Linked DNA regions of Bos taurus: region 2 is linked to region 1. A link is a contact called in public Hi-C data. All regions are on one chromosome and are shown on one strand. The core of a region is the stretch at or near the end of the contact, and the rest is flanking DNA. Distances in the headings are between cores, read along the strand shown. Region 1 overlaps UBL7 (ubiquitin like 7). Region 2 has its middle 32 kb from the start of CYP11A1.

What was found. Hi-C and Micro-C count contacts between places; a contact is called where the count stands out from the background.
Region 2: a contact with region 1 is called in a Hi-C map of liver, with 2.6 times the contacts expected there. The contact joins two enhancer-like sites. A contact is called at or near these places in 5 of 11 Hi-C or Micro-C datasets (4-cell embryo, blastocyst, liver and 2 more).

Annotation. Positions count from the first base shown.
Region 1 is chr21:34,219,476-34,222,555 of ARS-UCD2.0, forward strand. UBL7 (ubiquitin like 7) reads left to right here. Exons shown (of 11, transcript NM_001015573.1): 9 at 106-273; 10 at 1,063-1,185. Among named protein-coding and RNA genes, the nearest start is that of UBL7, 11 kb to the left of the region's middle. Within about 2 kb of position 1,531, at least 13 of the 102 cell types and tissues checked have an H3K27ac peak or open chromatin away from gene starts, as enhancers often do. A contact at or near this core is called in liver, where this site is marked.
Region 2 is chr21:34,295,013-34,298,480 of ARS-UCD2.0, forward strand. No RefSeq gene overlaps it. Among named protein-coding and RNA genes, the nearest start is that of CYP11A1, 32 kb to the right of the region's middle. Within about 2 kb of position 1,574, at least 56 of the 102 cell types and tissues checked have an H3K27ac peak or open chromatin away from gene starts, as enhancers often do. A contact at or near this core is called in liver, where this site is marked.

The sequences.
Region 1 (3,080 bases), core at 281-2,780:
CCTGGCAGCCTGGGGAGTCTCCCCAAGAACTGTTCTTGGAGCAGGGGTGGGGTTCTGAAAACCACTCAGGGCTTCCCCCCTGATCTGGGCACCTCCCTTGTCCAGAGTGCCAGGTCCACGCCCTCAAGCAGCACCCCCAGCTCCCGCCCAGCTTCCCTGGGGTACAGTGGAGCTGCTGGGCCCCGGCCCATCACCCAGAGCGAGCTGGCCACTGCCCTGGCCCTGGCCAGCACTCCGGAGAGCAGCTCTCACACGCCGACTCCTGGTACCCAGGTATGGAGAGAGGGTGGGAAGGTCCAGGCCAAGCCCCCAGGTATGGAGAGAGGGGTGGGAAGTCCAGGCCGAGCCCCCAGGTATGGAGAGAGGGGGTGGGAAGGTCCAGGCCGAGCCCCCAGGTATGGAGAGAGGGGTGGGAAGTCCAGGCCGAGCCCCCAGGTATGGAGAGAGGGGGTGGGAAGGTCCAGGCCAGGCCCCCAGGTATGGAGAGAGGGGTGGGAAGTCCAGGCCAGGCCCCCAGGGAGAAGGGCCCAGTGGTAGAGTGGGTTTACCTTTGCTGATCCTTGTGCTCCATCTGCTTTGATCTGAGCTCTACCTGGAGCCCCAGTGGGTTTCCCACTGCAGCTCAGGCGACCTCCCCTCACCTGCCTTTAGGCTCAGAAGTCTGGGGCTCATCCTAGGCCTGACTGACTCTTCTCAGCAGTTGGAAGAACCTCATGTCGCATAATGGTTCCTTACTTATTCCTGAAAGTGGCCAGGCGTATATCACAGGCTTAAGCATTCCTGGTGATAGTCACTCCAGCCAGCAAAGCCATCTTTCCTCTGCCAGTATGGGTCCTAGGCTCGGTCAGGGGTCCCATTCCATCTCCGTGGAGCAAGAGAGTACAGAACCCTTCCTGCGCACATAGAGAGCTTTAAGGTGGCTCTGTGGCTGTCTCCTGCTGGCCCCTGCTGGGAGGCAGTGGTGAGGCACGCAGGGCACCGTGGGGCGATGTGACGGCAGTGGGTGTGTGCTGGGAGACTGGGGTGGCTCTGAGGGTGGCACTGACCATGGTCTGTCTCTAGGGCCACTCCTCAGGGACCTCCCCAATGTCCTCCAGCGTCCAGTCAGGGACGCCCATCACCAACGATCTCTTCAGCCAAGCCCTGCAGCATGCCCTGCAGGCCTCGGGGCAGCCCAGCCTTCAGGTCAGTCTTCCCCCTTCTGATGTTCACATGGCTTCTTTGGTATTTTGGATGCTGAGCTTTCCTCTGTCCTCCGGAGGCCCGTTCCACTTGGCCTGCTTTGCTGCAGGAACAGCTGGGGCGTGGCAGCGTGACAGGAGAGGGTGCTCCCAGCAAGGGCGGGTGTCCCTGCAGCTTCCACTCCTGCACCCAGTGCCCATGGCCTGGCTCCACTGACCGCCTGGCTTGGGTATTTCAGTGGCTGTTTCAGTTGAGGAGTCATTCGTCCATCCTGTGAGCATTGACTGAGCCTTGAGCCTGTCTGGTCCAAGCTTGGTCCAGCTCCTGGGATAGTGATGAGCCAGTCCTCATTCCCGCCATGGAGGGGCGCCAGACAGTCACTGAACTGAGGAACAACAGGGTGAGAAGCTGGCCCAGGCTTGAGGTCAGGTAAAACTTTTCTGAGAAAGTGGTTTTGTACCTACTGTCAAAGAATTATTTAAGGTTAGCCAGGCAGAGAAGGGGATGTTTGGTTGAGGGGATGTGGTGTCCCGGCAGAGGCAGCTACCTGTGTGAGCGAATGTGGAGGTACACAGGACAGATTGGCAAGAGCAGAGGCAATATCCACGATGAAAGATCCTGAGATGGGGCCAGAGTAAAGCAGAGCAGAAGCCGGAGTGTGAGGGCCTTGAGTGCCTGCGTAAGGAGATGAGGCCTGTCCGGCGGTCACCAGGGAGCGATACCATCCCCCCTGCCTCGTGGAACACAGAAGCTTAGCTAGCAGCTACGTGTGTGACCCAGGGGTTCACATTTTATTGCACGCCTCTGTGCACAAGCTGTTTGCTTTACTCTCTTTTGTTTGCTGCTAAGCCTGGGGCATGAACGTCATTTCTGGAACTGGTCCACGGTCATGAACTGGTCCAGGTCATTAAATGACAGGGACAGGGTCCGGCCCATGTGGTTCTCACTGCCCCATGTGGCTCGGTGGACAGTGAGGGGAGCAGGAGCAGGACCTGGAGACAGTTGGTCTTTTTGGTTCCTTCATCATCTGCAGCCTGATGCTTGTTCATTCTGCTCTTCAGCTCAGAAATCTTTATGTCTCCACCTGGCCTGTAAACGAAACTTGAGGCGGTTTCTGTGGTTTTCTAAAACTCCTCCACATCCTCACCCTTGCTTGCCTGCTTCTTTGAATTTGCATTTCATCATCACTGCCTTCTCCTTCCCACAGTGTGAACACATCCTTTTCCCTAAGGTGCGTACTTCCTCTTTCATGAGTCAGAGATATTGAAAACACTAAATTTCTTTAAATCCATATAGAAGGTCATTCATAGCTGAAAGTCAAAAAATCAAGGAACCATTGTATAAAGAGCAACATATATTTTGAGTTCATAAATGTGAAAATTTCTGCAAAGCAAAGCAAAGCAAACCAACGTACAAAAAGAACAAGCGAAGTCTGAAAGCTGATCACAAACCAGAAAGAAATCTGTAACGCAGACCAGACAAAGGGCAAAACCTCCCTGAATTGAAGTTCTAGTGATTTAGGACCAACAGCTCTGTAGAAAAGCAGGCAAAGGATAGTAACAGACTGTTCACCAAGAAGGAAGTACAGATGGCCTGTAATTCTTTGCAGTCCCATTGCTCGGAATTTATCCCGGAGATGTATGTGCATGCAGAGGGTGACATTTGTACAGAACCAGTCACCACAGCGTTTCTATAACGGCAAAGACTAGAAGCTGCCCTCCTGTGGTACATTTCGGGACATCCACAAGCGTTTTCTATGATACCTTAATATGATAGGAAAAAAGGAGCGATAATAAGAAAAGGGTAAGTATAGGAATGTGTATTTATATTTCCTCAAAGAAAATAAAGTAGGTTATCAGGAATGGGGGAGACGAGTAGATGAGTGTGAGACTTTTCAC
Region 2 (3,468 bases), core at 324-2,823, 76 kb after region 1:
TTGCTGTGTCCACAAAGACAATGTCTTCCTTTGGATTCCGAAGGAAATCTGCTTTTGATTGATTAATGATTGATTCTTGGATAGAGTCAAACTAATTTCTTCCCCTTCCTCCCACAGGTTGGCATTTGCATATTAGTTTGCTTGAAGCAGTACCCTGCTACAAGAGGGCAGTGTATATCTTCTTGATAGTTAAGATCATTGATCATTTTCTGCTTTTACAGGTGTGATAAGCTTTGACCCCAAACACATTTCTGCAAACGTCCTTATCCACCGGCTAAGGCTAACATTGCCCACTCACACCCCCAGTGGTGGGGCTCACCTGTCAGTATCCTTAAATTCTCTCTCTCTCCCTGTCCTACAGCTTGATGTGAAAGTAGATAGTAGAGAGAGTGTCTGTTTTGCTTAAAGCTCTATCTCCGGTGTCCGCCCACCACAGGCTGTGGCACATAGTCGACGCTCAGTACATGTGTGTGGAATGAGTAGTGCACGCATAGTGACCAGGTGGCCATGTTGCCCCCCTGCTCCATCCTCCCCCTCTACAGACACTGTGAAAAGCCAAAGGACACCACTGAAGGTAGGGGTTCTGTGCTGAGCGCTGGCTGTGCGAAGCTAAGTGCGATGTATCCGTGAACCCTGGGGAAAGATTCTTTTAAAAGGGAATGATGAAGGTAAAGAGGGCATGGCTGCTGTGAGAGGTGGAGGGCAGGTTGGAAAAGGTCTGGACACCTATCTGGTTCAGCTGGTGGTAGGTCAGTGAGATCAAGGAGAGGGGAGGCAAGAGACCCGGGAGAGCCCCCTAGTTCTGGAAGTGACAAGGCTACCAGAGGGAGTCTGGAGCTTGGTCTTTCCGCAACACACCTGTGCTTGGGGACAACGTGGCCGATGCTCACCCCAGGTGCGGATCAACTCTGTATCTCCCGCCCTGGCCTCAGCGAAACACCTGAGGTCCGTGCATTGTCTCCAAGCGTTTTTCTCCCGGTTTTCACATCTCTCAGCCACGCCCTTGATCCCACCCCCTCACCCCCAACCAATGCGAGAACCCCAGCAACCCCCCACGCCCAATGAGGAGCTTCTCGACTGAAGCCCCGCCCCACCGTCTCCACCTGCGGCCGAGGCGTGTGGATTGTTCAGATGCTGGGTCAGCTGCGGTCTTTTGCAGAAGCTCCGGCCTTCGCTTGAGCCACCTCGTCCCACCCTAGGGTGGCGGAGGGCCCGGCAACTTTGTGCCTGTGCCAGTCGTAGGCCCCGGGGCCCAGCGGGAGCTGCCGGCAGGGCACAGATTTCAGGAGCAGGGCAGGGGAAGGAGCTGTGGCGCGGGCTGTAGCTTCAACCGACTCCTGGATCCCTTTGACGGGCCTCAGGCTCGTCTGATAAATGGGGTTTTTCGGCTGCCGGGATCCGCTCTGGGACCATATAGGCATTACTGCTAGACGAGACTTCATAAACCAAAAAGGCTGGGACCCGCTGTCCTGTGCCCTCCCTGGCTCTGCGTAGACTCAGCCTCTCTTCTGTCCTCTGCCTCCCGAGCCCACTGTCCTCAAACCCTGGCCGCTGAACTTCCCAATTCCATGCTGTTGCCGTGGGCTTTGGCTCCACCTAGTGGCACAATGTTTAACTTCCGAGGTGCTGACGCTGTGGGACGAGGGGGGCGGCTGGTACACTCGGTACCTTAAAGAGATGGGGCGGGGGCGGGGGGCTGACAGAGTGACATTTCTCTGCCTCGGCCCTTGCTGCAGACCAGGCTGAGGGCTGCCTCAGCCCAGGCCCTCCCTCCTGTTCCGAGGGGAGGCTGGGGTACTGGGAGAGGTTCTTGCCAACCCCAGATGCCCCTGCAGACCCCTCTGCCTCTGTGTGGAGAAAGCTTGGGTAACATCACGCGGGTGTTCCGAGAACTAGTGCCCCTGTCTTTCCTGGCTACATCACTCCCACCCCCGCCTCCATCCCTGGGTGACACCTAGCTGCTGCTGCTGTCCCAGGGCCACCCCAATCCTGGGAGATCCTCCTTCCCTTCCCCTGAGTACTGGCACACAGTCCAGCTCTCTTCCCACCTTTCTTCCTGCCCTCATTCCAGCTCCGTCTCAATGATTTTCTCTCCCCAGCCTCTCCCTCCTCTCCTCTCTGCATCTACCCCAACAGCCCTCTGTCTGCCTTTCCACATCCTCCCTGTAGGGCACTGTCTTTGTGTCAGGGAGAAACCTCACAGCCCACTAGCCCCGGGGTCACCTTCCTGGAACACGGAGGCTGTAGTCCCCAAATACGTTCAGGCAGCTGATCTGTGACTGGCTGTGAAAACCAGGGCAAGTGGTCCCCTCCCTTCTGCCCCCTCTACTCACCCTCCTTGGGAGGGTGGAGGCACCTATGCCAACTTCCAAGGCTGGCTTGTCTCAACCTCTGTGCCCTTAGCAGGTCCAGCCACTGGTTGTAGTAAGGAAGTTCTTTCTTTTATGATGTATGACATGACATGATGTGACCTGCTTCCATCTCTGCTCTTAACTGGCCCGTTGTCTTCTTCATTGGGAGTAGACTCTGACTTCACAGTCTAACCAAGGTCCTGTTTGTCTTGTGTGTGTGTTTATAAAGGGATGTATGCTTCAGGTGGAGGATAGGCAAGACGTATTGGCCCAGGTTGCTCATATATTGCCCACAAGAGCCTCCACAGGGGCATCATTTGAATATTTGACAGCTGGAAAAAAAATTACCTGCTCTAAAATAAGAACACTGCAAAATTGAAATCAATAAATCCTTAATCAAATGTCCAACTGTAACATTATATCAACCTCATTAATTGTTAAATTTAGTATTCATGAAACTTTCATTACATTTGAAGGAATGTGTGGGTTGGGTTTTTCTCATTTTACAAGAATTCCCCAATTGTAATTTAAATCAGTTACTCCTAGCCAAATGGTTTCAAGAGCAAAATTATAAATATCCTTTCAACAATTTTACAGAGGATTTTTAATATTTTAATATGTTTGCACTGATTTGGGGTGAAGCCATCAAAAATAAAAAATGTCTGGTCTTATAAAGGTCAAAAACTGTGCTTTGTCTTGCAGGAGGCAGTGAGGCTGCTGGGGTGGGGTGGGGCACAGGAAGGCCCGGAGACGCAGGGGGTGGAGTGGGGGGATGGGTGGGAGGGGTGGGGGGTGGAGAGGTGGGGGGCTGACAGTGATGGTGACTTGGAACCTGGCAGGGAGTACCCTGGGCTACTTATTCACCTCTGGAGTTGGGGTACAGGGCTCCTCTATTTACAGGAGTCTTAGGGGTGCCAGAAGGGGCCCACAGAGTAGATGAGGGAAGAGTAGGGATCAAGCTTGCGCTCACTGCGTGGGAAGTCCCTGTGGGTGCTCAGCCCTTGGGGAGTATGTTCTCATAGGAGGGCTGTGATGGATGGCACCGGGGAGAATCAGTCCTTAGAGATGCGCTTTGCAGGGATCTCCAAACTGGAAACCTTCCTCTGTTGAGGGCTCT